2 separate regions of the Pan troglodytes genome follow, and region 2 is linked to region 1. A link is a contact called in public HiChIP or PLAC-seq data. All regions are on one chromosome and are shown on one strand. The core of a region is the stretch at or near the end of the contact, and the rest is flanking DNA. Distances in the headings are between cores, read along the strand shown. Region 1 holds the start of COA1 (cytochrome c oxidase assembly factor 1). Region 2 holds the start of STK17A (serine/threonine kinase 17a).

Region 1 (4,020 bases), core at 790-3,289:
AATATACAGTCAGTCAATTCATAGTTGCTTAGGGCTTAGAATGGGGAGTGGGGATGGGGAAGTCAGGTGAGCCTGCTGAATAAGTACAGGGTTTCCTTTTGGAGTGATGAAAATGTTCAATTGTTCCAATATGGCTCTCACAAACTGAATGCAGCATATTAAACATGAACAAAAGAATACAAGAATAACTTATTGGAGTCTGTCTGAAATAGAAAATTAAACCAACTAATGAAGGTGAAGAAGATTACAGCATATTTTATGATGATGGTTGTACAACTTTGTGAATGTACTAATTACTTTTAGGTTTTCTTTCTTTTTTTTTTTTGAGATGGAGTCTAGCTCTGTCGCCCAGGCTGGAGTGCAGTGGCGCAATCTCGGCTCACTGCAAGCTCCGCCTCCCGGGTTCACACCATCCTCCTGCCTCAGCCTCCCAAGTAGCTGGGACTACAGGCTCCCGCCACCACGCCCGGCTAATTTTTTGTATTTTTAGTGGAGACGGGGTTTCACCGTGTTAGCCAGGATGGTCTTGATCTCCTGACCTCGTGATCCACCCGCCTCGGCCTCCCAAAGTGCTGGGATTACAGGCGTGAGGCACCGCTACATTTTAAATGGTGAACTCTTCGGTAGGTGAACTATGTGTCAGGAAGCTGTTTTATTTTTTTAAAGGACTGAAGACTGTTTTGTTTTGTTTTCATTTTATCCCGTTTTTAAAACAGTGCCTAGCAATATTATGAATTCAATCGATTTTGGCTAAATGCTAGAACAAAAATTAAAACTTGAGTAAACCATATAAAACTTTGCCATATCTAAAGTTATTAAATTACCGTAGACTGGCATGGTGGGAGCATAATATGAGTGGACCTGCAGGTGTGTTTTCCATGAAAGTAGCAAAGACTGAAAAATTCAGCAGAATCAAGACCCTGAAGGCCCTTGAAGTTAGGCTAAGAAATGTGTATTATCCTGAAAGCAACGGGAAGGCCAGGAAGATTCTGAGGACAGAAATAACACAATCTGATATGCGTTTTAAACGTGCAAGTAAAGCGGAGAGTTGCTACTTCTATCCAAAAGTGAGCCACCTCAGAAATAAAGCAATAGCCCTCCGGGGAGAATGGGGAGGAATCAGGGGAAGACCGGAGAAGCAGGTTATCAAATTATCAGAATCTCCATAGATTTTTTTAAATTACACAGCATCCACCCCCAAACACACATACAGACTGATAGGCACTGATATATACATAAATACATCCAATGTCCCCTACACAGAAAATCACTTTTGCAGTCAGCCCCTGTTGGGAGGGTTTTTCTGTTATTCAAGTGTGGTGGGGACAAAAAGTATTATAACCACTAAACCAGGTAATTCTTTCCTACAATAATTTGGGCAGCGTACTCCTCAGGGTGTTGAAATTTAGCACTACCAACAAAAGTGCCCAGTCCCAACTCTTCGAGAGGACCCTAACTCTTTACAGTGTGCTGTTGGGGATGGTCAGCAAAAACTGCAGGACAAGGTCAAGGTTAGCTCGACACAGCCTCCTAACTCCGAGCGGACGGAGCCACTGAAGGTTACCAGGTGCCAAAGAAGCTGCGCAGGGAGGCCGCGACCCGGCGCCGGCGCGAACCTCCGCGATGTGACCCGTGAGGGAACTCTCCAAGAAGCAGCGCACCCCGCGCGCAAAGGCGGCCCCCCGAATTGCAGGAACAAACGCTTCTTGCTGGGGGGAAGACGGAGACTCTTACACCGCGGGAGACTAACCTGTGAGCAACAGAAGCACCACGCTACAGAGAGCATGACGAGTTCTTCCAGGTGTGGGAAAGCACGGGTAAAGGCCCGCGGTCCTGCGCACCAGCGGGGAGCAGTAGAGACTTCCGGCGTCTGCTGCTCGCGGGGCTAGAGCGTCGAACCGGGACAACCGGAGGCTTCAGCTCACCTCGGATTGTAAATGCTAACACGGGTCCTCCGGCCGGCTGATCCAGAACTTAGGTCGCCGGGACGTGTGGCTTCTGCTTCTCAGACGCTCGGACTCGCGCCGGGAAGGGTTTCGCCTCCCCTGGTCTCCGCTTTTTTTTTTTTTTCTGCGTCCGGTTATTGCAAATGCATTCAGTCCAGTAGCACTAGCCCAGGAAATTTAAGCCACCGGCTCACGTTGCTCCTCACAGGTATGCGGCGCTTCCGCTGGCCTCCAAGGACACGAAGCCCCGGGCCGTCTGGCCCCTCACTCTAGCACTGAAATCCCTGCCGCCCCGTTCAGCTGACAAATTTGGCAGCACTAAATTTTATTTTATTCGACAAATTAAGTACCCAGTTAACACCAGGGAGTAACGGGGTAAGAAAATTTCAGAAGGCTGGTGGATAATAATAGCATTTGCCTCATAAATTTGTTATGAGGATGTGAAGCACTTAGAATAGTGTCTGGCACTTTGTAGGCGCTCAGTAACTGTTAGCTGTTATTATTTTTATATTGATTATTCCATAGTCACCACTATTATCACCTTAATGTCAAGCTTGAAATCCAGTATCTTTCCTCTGCGAAGCCATCACTCCAAGACTAATTAACTTTAGACTGGGGCATTCTTCTTTAAACTCTTAATCACACATCCCTATCAGAAAAAATATATATATATTTACATGTATCATGTATGGCATTAATATATTATGCATGCTATAAAACTCACAAGACATCAAACTTTTGATGAGGTAAAAACAATTTTTAAACTTTTTTAAAAACTTCTAACAGAAGTTCTTTTCTTCCCCCACAACAATTAGGTTGCCAAACATACATTCTATCACTCTGGAATCCACTAGCTAAATGAGCACATTATCAAAGCAACCTACCGCTGAATTCTGACTTCCCAGAATGTTTCTTTTCCAAAGAATTAATAGAAACTAATCAGATTGTGAAGTGCTCGGCCATAAGGACTATTTAAATGGTTCTTAGAGAAAAAGAAGAAATAAAATAGGCATCCACTGAGTAATATTCATTGATGCAACATTGATTATTGACTTCTTACATTTTCAAAGAGATTGAGGTTATAATACCTTACACCAAGCTTAATATTTCAAAGAATAAATCAACTAATAAAAAGCTTATGAGGTTTGGTATATGTGCATTTCATACAACGTTCATGAAAATGAACCCGAGATCAATTAGCTCCCGTTCTGTACCAGAAAGAGAAATATGTTTACTTTGTAAGTAATAAAACATTAAATAGGCTTTTCTGACCATTTGCTTGAAAACTCAGAACTTAACATTTCTATCACTGGACTTAAATCTGCTAAAGTTTTCGTCTAAATTTTACATTAAAAACAAAACTCTATAGTGAATAATGTTACCTATCCAATATTCATTTTCCTCTAACTCCTTTGTACCAAAATCCTTATTTTATTCAGATAGCTGCCCTGTTCCCAGAATCAAAATGATACTGATTAAACCAGTCATCACACAGAATTTTTTTGGAAATAGTTGCTAATCAAGGAACGAGTATATGACCCAGGTTGGCGCAATCTGACTGAAGGAAAGGACCTCTATTTCATGCTCAGGAGAAAGTTTCTGATATACTGTCCTCTTGACGTGGAAACATCTATCCCACACTGTCATTAATAGCCATCTTGCCCATCACAGGGAATAAAACTGATGGACCAATGCTGAGGACAACTGAGCAAGTTATAAAACGATGTCCTTGGTGACATCATTCCAAACCTGGAGCTCACCCTGTATCTGAATGCCTTGTAGGGATGTCTAATAAGTTTCCTTATTGTTTTTGTTTTCTGTTTTTCTGAGACTGAGTCTCACTCTGTCGCCCAGGCAGGAATGCAGTGGCATGATCTCAGCTCACTGCAACCTCTGCCTCCCGGGTTCAAGCAATTCTCCTGCTTCAGCCTCCCAAGTAGCTGTAACTACAGGCATGCACTGCCACGCCTGGCTAATTTTTGTATTTTTAGTAGAGAAGGGGTTTCACCATGTTGGCCAGGCTTCTCTTGAACTCCTGACCTCAGTGATCCACCCACCTTGGCCTCCCAGAGTG
Region 2 (4,020 bases), core at 832-3,331, 150 kb before region 1:
GCTGTTATCTTTTCAAATACTGCTTCTTTTCCTTTTTTCTCTCACCTCTCTTCCTGATATTCCAATTACGTGTGTGTTAGAATGCTTTACCACATATCACATGTGTCATAGTCTCCTTTCTGAGACCTTATCTCTTTTATAGAAAGTTCTTTCATATCTCTTGTATGTCATTTTTCATATTTTGTTTTGCTTATTAGCTTCACTAATTCTTGCTTAAGTTGTATCTCATCTGTTATTAAGCCCATAATCCTGTAGTAGTTTTAGTTAGTGTGTTTTTTTCTCCAATTCCAAAATTCCATTGTATTCTTCTTTGAAGTTTCCAGTTCTCTGCTGAAAACTCTTTATCTTGCAATTTAATTTCTTGAAGATATTTAACAGAATTATTTTAAAATCTGTCTTTAAACTTTAATATCTGGATCTTCTGTGTGTTTATTTCTGTTTTCTTTTTCCCTTAGTTTTTAAGACAATTCTGTGTCCTTTGTTTAAATTAAGTTTCAGACATGGTGTATAAAATATTATATGGGTAATGTGTTGCTCTGGATGATGCTTTTTTTCCCCAGAGAGAATATTTACTGTTGCCATTTGAAGCTGGTTTTCAGCCCTTGGGTCTATTTCCCATTCATCCACACCCCTAGGGTATAGCTCTTCGGAGTCCCAGCTGAAAGCCTAGTTGCTTACCAGCCCCTCATCATAAATAGGTCCTAAACTCCAATTTTTTTTTGTCTCCTCAACCCCATGAGATGACTGAAAGCTCTGCTTACTTTCTCACTCTTTCAGCCATGGCTTTAAAATCATCAAATACCTCATGGGAAAAGTGGTGGCTTTCTGAGCTGCCTATCTTTCCAGGATTTCAGTCATCCAAGTCCTTGCTGGGAGAGGAAATTTTTAACTTTTGTCAACTTTTCTATTTTTTCTTAGAATATTGAACACAAATAAACTAGTATATCAGTGCCAGAAGCAAAACTCCACTGAGACAGTCTGAGTAGAGCAGTGGCGTGATTTGGTTTCGATTTTTAAAAGATCACTCTCATTGCCTTGAAAATGAACTATGTGGCATTAGGGAGGAAGAAGGATGGAAGCAGGTGGTCCAGTTAGTAAACTATCACAATAATCCAGGTGGCTTATTAAGAGATAACGATGGCTCAGGCCATGGTGGTAAGGTGGAAATAGAGAGAAGTGATCAAACGCCGCATCTAGTTTGAAGGAAAAGACAAGAGGGTTTACTGACAAACTGGAGATGAGCATGGGAGAGGAATCAATGCTCATCCCAAGATTTTTGGCCTGAACAGCTAGAAGGAAGGAGATGAAGAAAACTGAGACGGGGAAAGCTGGGTAGGAGTGCATTCATGAAGACCAATCAGCAACTTACTTTTGTGTATGTTAAGTCTGAGATGCTAATTTGACATGTAAGTGGAGATGCCAAATGCATAGTCAAATACACCAGTCTGAAGTTCAGGGAATATTTGGAAGCTAGAGATACAAATTCTGTAGTCATGAGCATATAGATGGTAATTAAAGTCGTAAGACCGGATGAGAGGACCTCGAAAGTAAATATAGAGACGACTACAGACAATATAAAGTGTCTATTTCATAGGGCTGGTGTGCAGGGTTAATAATATTTATACAACTCTGCCTCCAGACCCCTCTCCCAGTGTACGGAGATCAGGATCTCATCACCCCTCCCCACCACGTGAAGTCCTGCTTACAGCTCAAATGCCTTTTATTAACCGAAGTGCCTCCAGACCCCTCCCCTCCTCACCACGTGAAGTCCCGCTTACAGCTCAAATGCCTTTTATTAACCGAAGGTCAGCTTTTGTGACTCTCAGACGCTCAACAGGTGCGCAACTCTGCTAACGCAGTAGGCTGTCCTGGCCAAAGGGTGGTGCTGTGAGTCGCCTCCAGCCTCCGGGCCGTCCCGAAAGCTGCACCTTCTCCCTCTGAGCTGCAGAGGGCGCGCGTGAGGCATCGGGCGCCCAGGACCCCGCGGGAGCTCAGCGAGGGGGCGGGCGGCCACGGAGTGAGGCTGGGGCGGGGTCGGGCGCGGGGCGGACGTGGGGAGGGTTTGGCCGGGGCCAGAAGCAGGGTGCAGGGCAGGCGCGGGGCGGTCACGGGGGCGGGGCCGGTCGCGGGGCGCGGGGCAGGCCCGAGCTACCGGTAGTCTGCCTGCCGCAGTCCGAGCGCCGCGCTGGGGAGAGCGGGTGTTTGAAGGCTCCGCGGACCGGCACTAGGAGCCGGGGGCGGGTCCGTGACCCTCCGGCTGCTCGGAGCGAACAGGCGGCCAGGAAAGAAGCGGGCCTGAACACCATGATCCCTTTGGAGAAGCCAGGCAGCGGCGGCTCCTCCCCAGGCGCCACCTCAGGCTCGGGCCGGGCAGGCCGGGGTCTGAGCGGGCCGTGCCGGCCGCCGCCGCCGCCCCAGGCCCGCGGGCTGCTGACAGAGATACGCGCCGTGGTGCGCACCGAGCCCTTCCAGGACGGCTACAGCCTGTGCCCGGGCCGGGAGCTGGGCAGGTGAGGACGGGCGGGGCCCGGCGCGGAACCTTCCCGGACGCGCGGGGCGGGACGCGGGCGCCGATAAGTGCCGGGGCCGCGGCGGCGAGGCTGAGGTGGCGTTGCTGCTGCCGATAACGCGCGTTGTGACTTGGCACAAACTTGGGTGCCGACGGCGAGTAGGGCAGCCGAGTCGCACCACCGCCCCCTCCACGCGCCGCGCCCAGCAAGCGAGTGGTGGTAACTCGATGGCGGTCCCGGAGGCGGCGGAGGCACGGACACTTTCCTCTCCTCAGCCCTTTCGTCCTCTGTGGCGTTTCGAATGGCTATTTAACGAGAGAAGGTGCGGACCGCGCTCTGCCTTTCACCCCGAGCAGCGGGTCTGAAAACCAGAGGTCTGTGGAGCCGACTTTGCATTTTTCCTTCAACTCTTGCGACTTTCTTGGTCTCCCTGTGTGGTTTTAATAAAATACAGTATCCGTTGTGACCGCTTCCTTTGCACCGGCGCTCTGTTACCTTGTGTCGCTCTTCTGCTGAATTCATTTTCGTTTTCTTGGTTGGTTTTCTGCCGTTTTAGTTCTAAAGCATTTAGGTCCCTTTGCTTCGAGTTTAGATTGGTTTCTTTCGTGGGCGCTTGGCCCTTTTCTCGCTCTTTTTACTTTGCTGGGAACCGATTCTTGCCTTCTCCCCCCACCCCACGCTAGCCCACCCTTTTTTTGTGGGAGTAGAGAGAGCTTACAACTTGGTCTCTAAAGTTGCAGGTGCAGGCTGTTGGGATGCTTTACATTTTGTATGCTGAAGAGGGGTGATCGAGTGATTTTTGTGGGGTTTGGCGACTCTTCCTTGAGAACAGTTTGAAGAAGTTGTTAAATACTCTGGCTTTGGGGGCAGACCTGAGTTCATATTCGTGCCCTTCTTGCTGTGTTTGCCTTTGGAGGGGTTAGACTCTCCAGCCTCACTTTCCTCATCCGTAAGATCAGTATAATGATGACAGTACCTACCTCAGAGGTGTCCTGAAGATGCCATGCTTGTCAAGCGCATACCACTGGGCTTGCCACATGGCGTTCAGTAAATGTTCGCATTATTGCCAGCATTTGTCATGGTTGCAAAATAGCACCATGTTGTAATGGGAAAGGGCCTGACAGTTGGAACAGCCTTCAGCTGGGGTCTTGGAAAGGCAAACAGTGTAACATTGGTTATAATGTTAAAAACACACTGCCTTACACATATTAAGGTAACTTTTGGAAATAGTTTTTTTTGGGGGGTGGGCGTGTAGGGAGTGTGGAATCCTACCTTAACAAAGTCTTACTTATTCCTAAATGTTAACAAAAGGAAAAACACCTTTCAGGAACAAGATTTACTTCACTGCTAGGCCCTAGTTGACTGGATCTGTGCATATTTTGTGACAAAAGATGAAGGGAGCTGTGACTTAGCTGTGTATTCTAATTTGTCGACATTCCAAACATTCTGAAGTAACCCGTATTACCTGAAAAAAGGAAAACTGGCCGGGCGCAGTGGCTCACGCCCATAA

Evidence for each region. HiChIP or PLAC-seq counts read pairs in DNA pulled down with a chosen protein or histone mark.
Region 2: a contact with region 1 is called in an H3K4me3 HiChIP or PLAC-seq map of stem cell-derived excitatory neurons, with 2.9 times the contacts expected there. The contact joins the promoter of STK17A here to the promoter of COA1 in region 1. A contact is called at or near these places in 1 of 7 Hi-C or Micro-C datasets (stem cell-derived neural progenitor cells) and 1 of 1 datasets of contacts at active chromatin or transcription factors (stem cell-derived excitatory neurons).

The regions. Positions count from the first base shown.
Region 1 is chr6:45,666,469-45,670,488 of NHGRI_mPanTro3-v2.0_pri, reverse strand. COA1 (cytochrome c oxidase assembly factor 1) reads right to left here and starts at 2,039. Exons shown (of 6, transcript NM_001251840.1): 1 at 1,751-2,039.
Region 2 is chr6:45,812,900-45,816,919 of NHGRI_mPanTro3-v2.0_pri, reverse strand. STK17A (serine/threonine kinase 17a) reads left to right here and starts at 2,081. Exons shown (of 9, transcript XR_001719209.3): 1 at 2,081-2,510.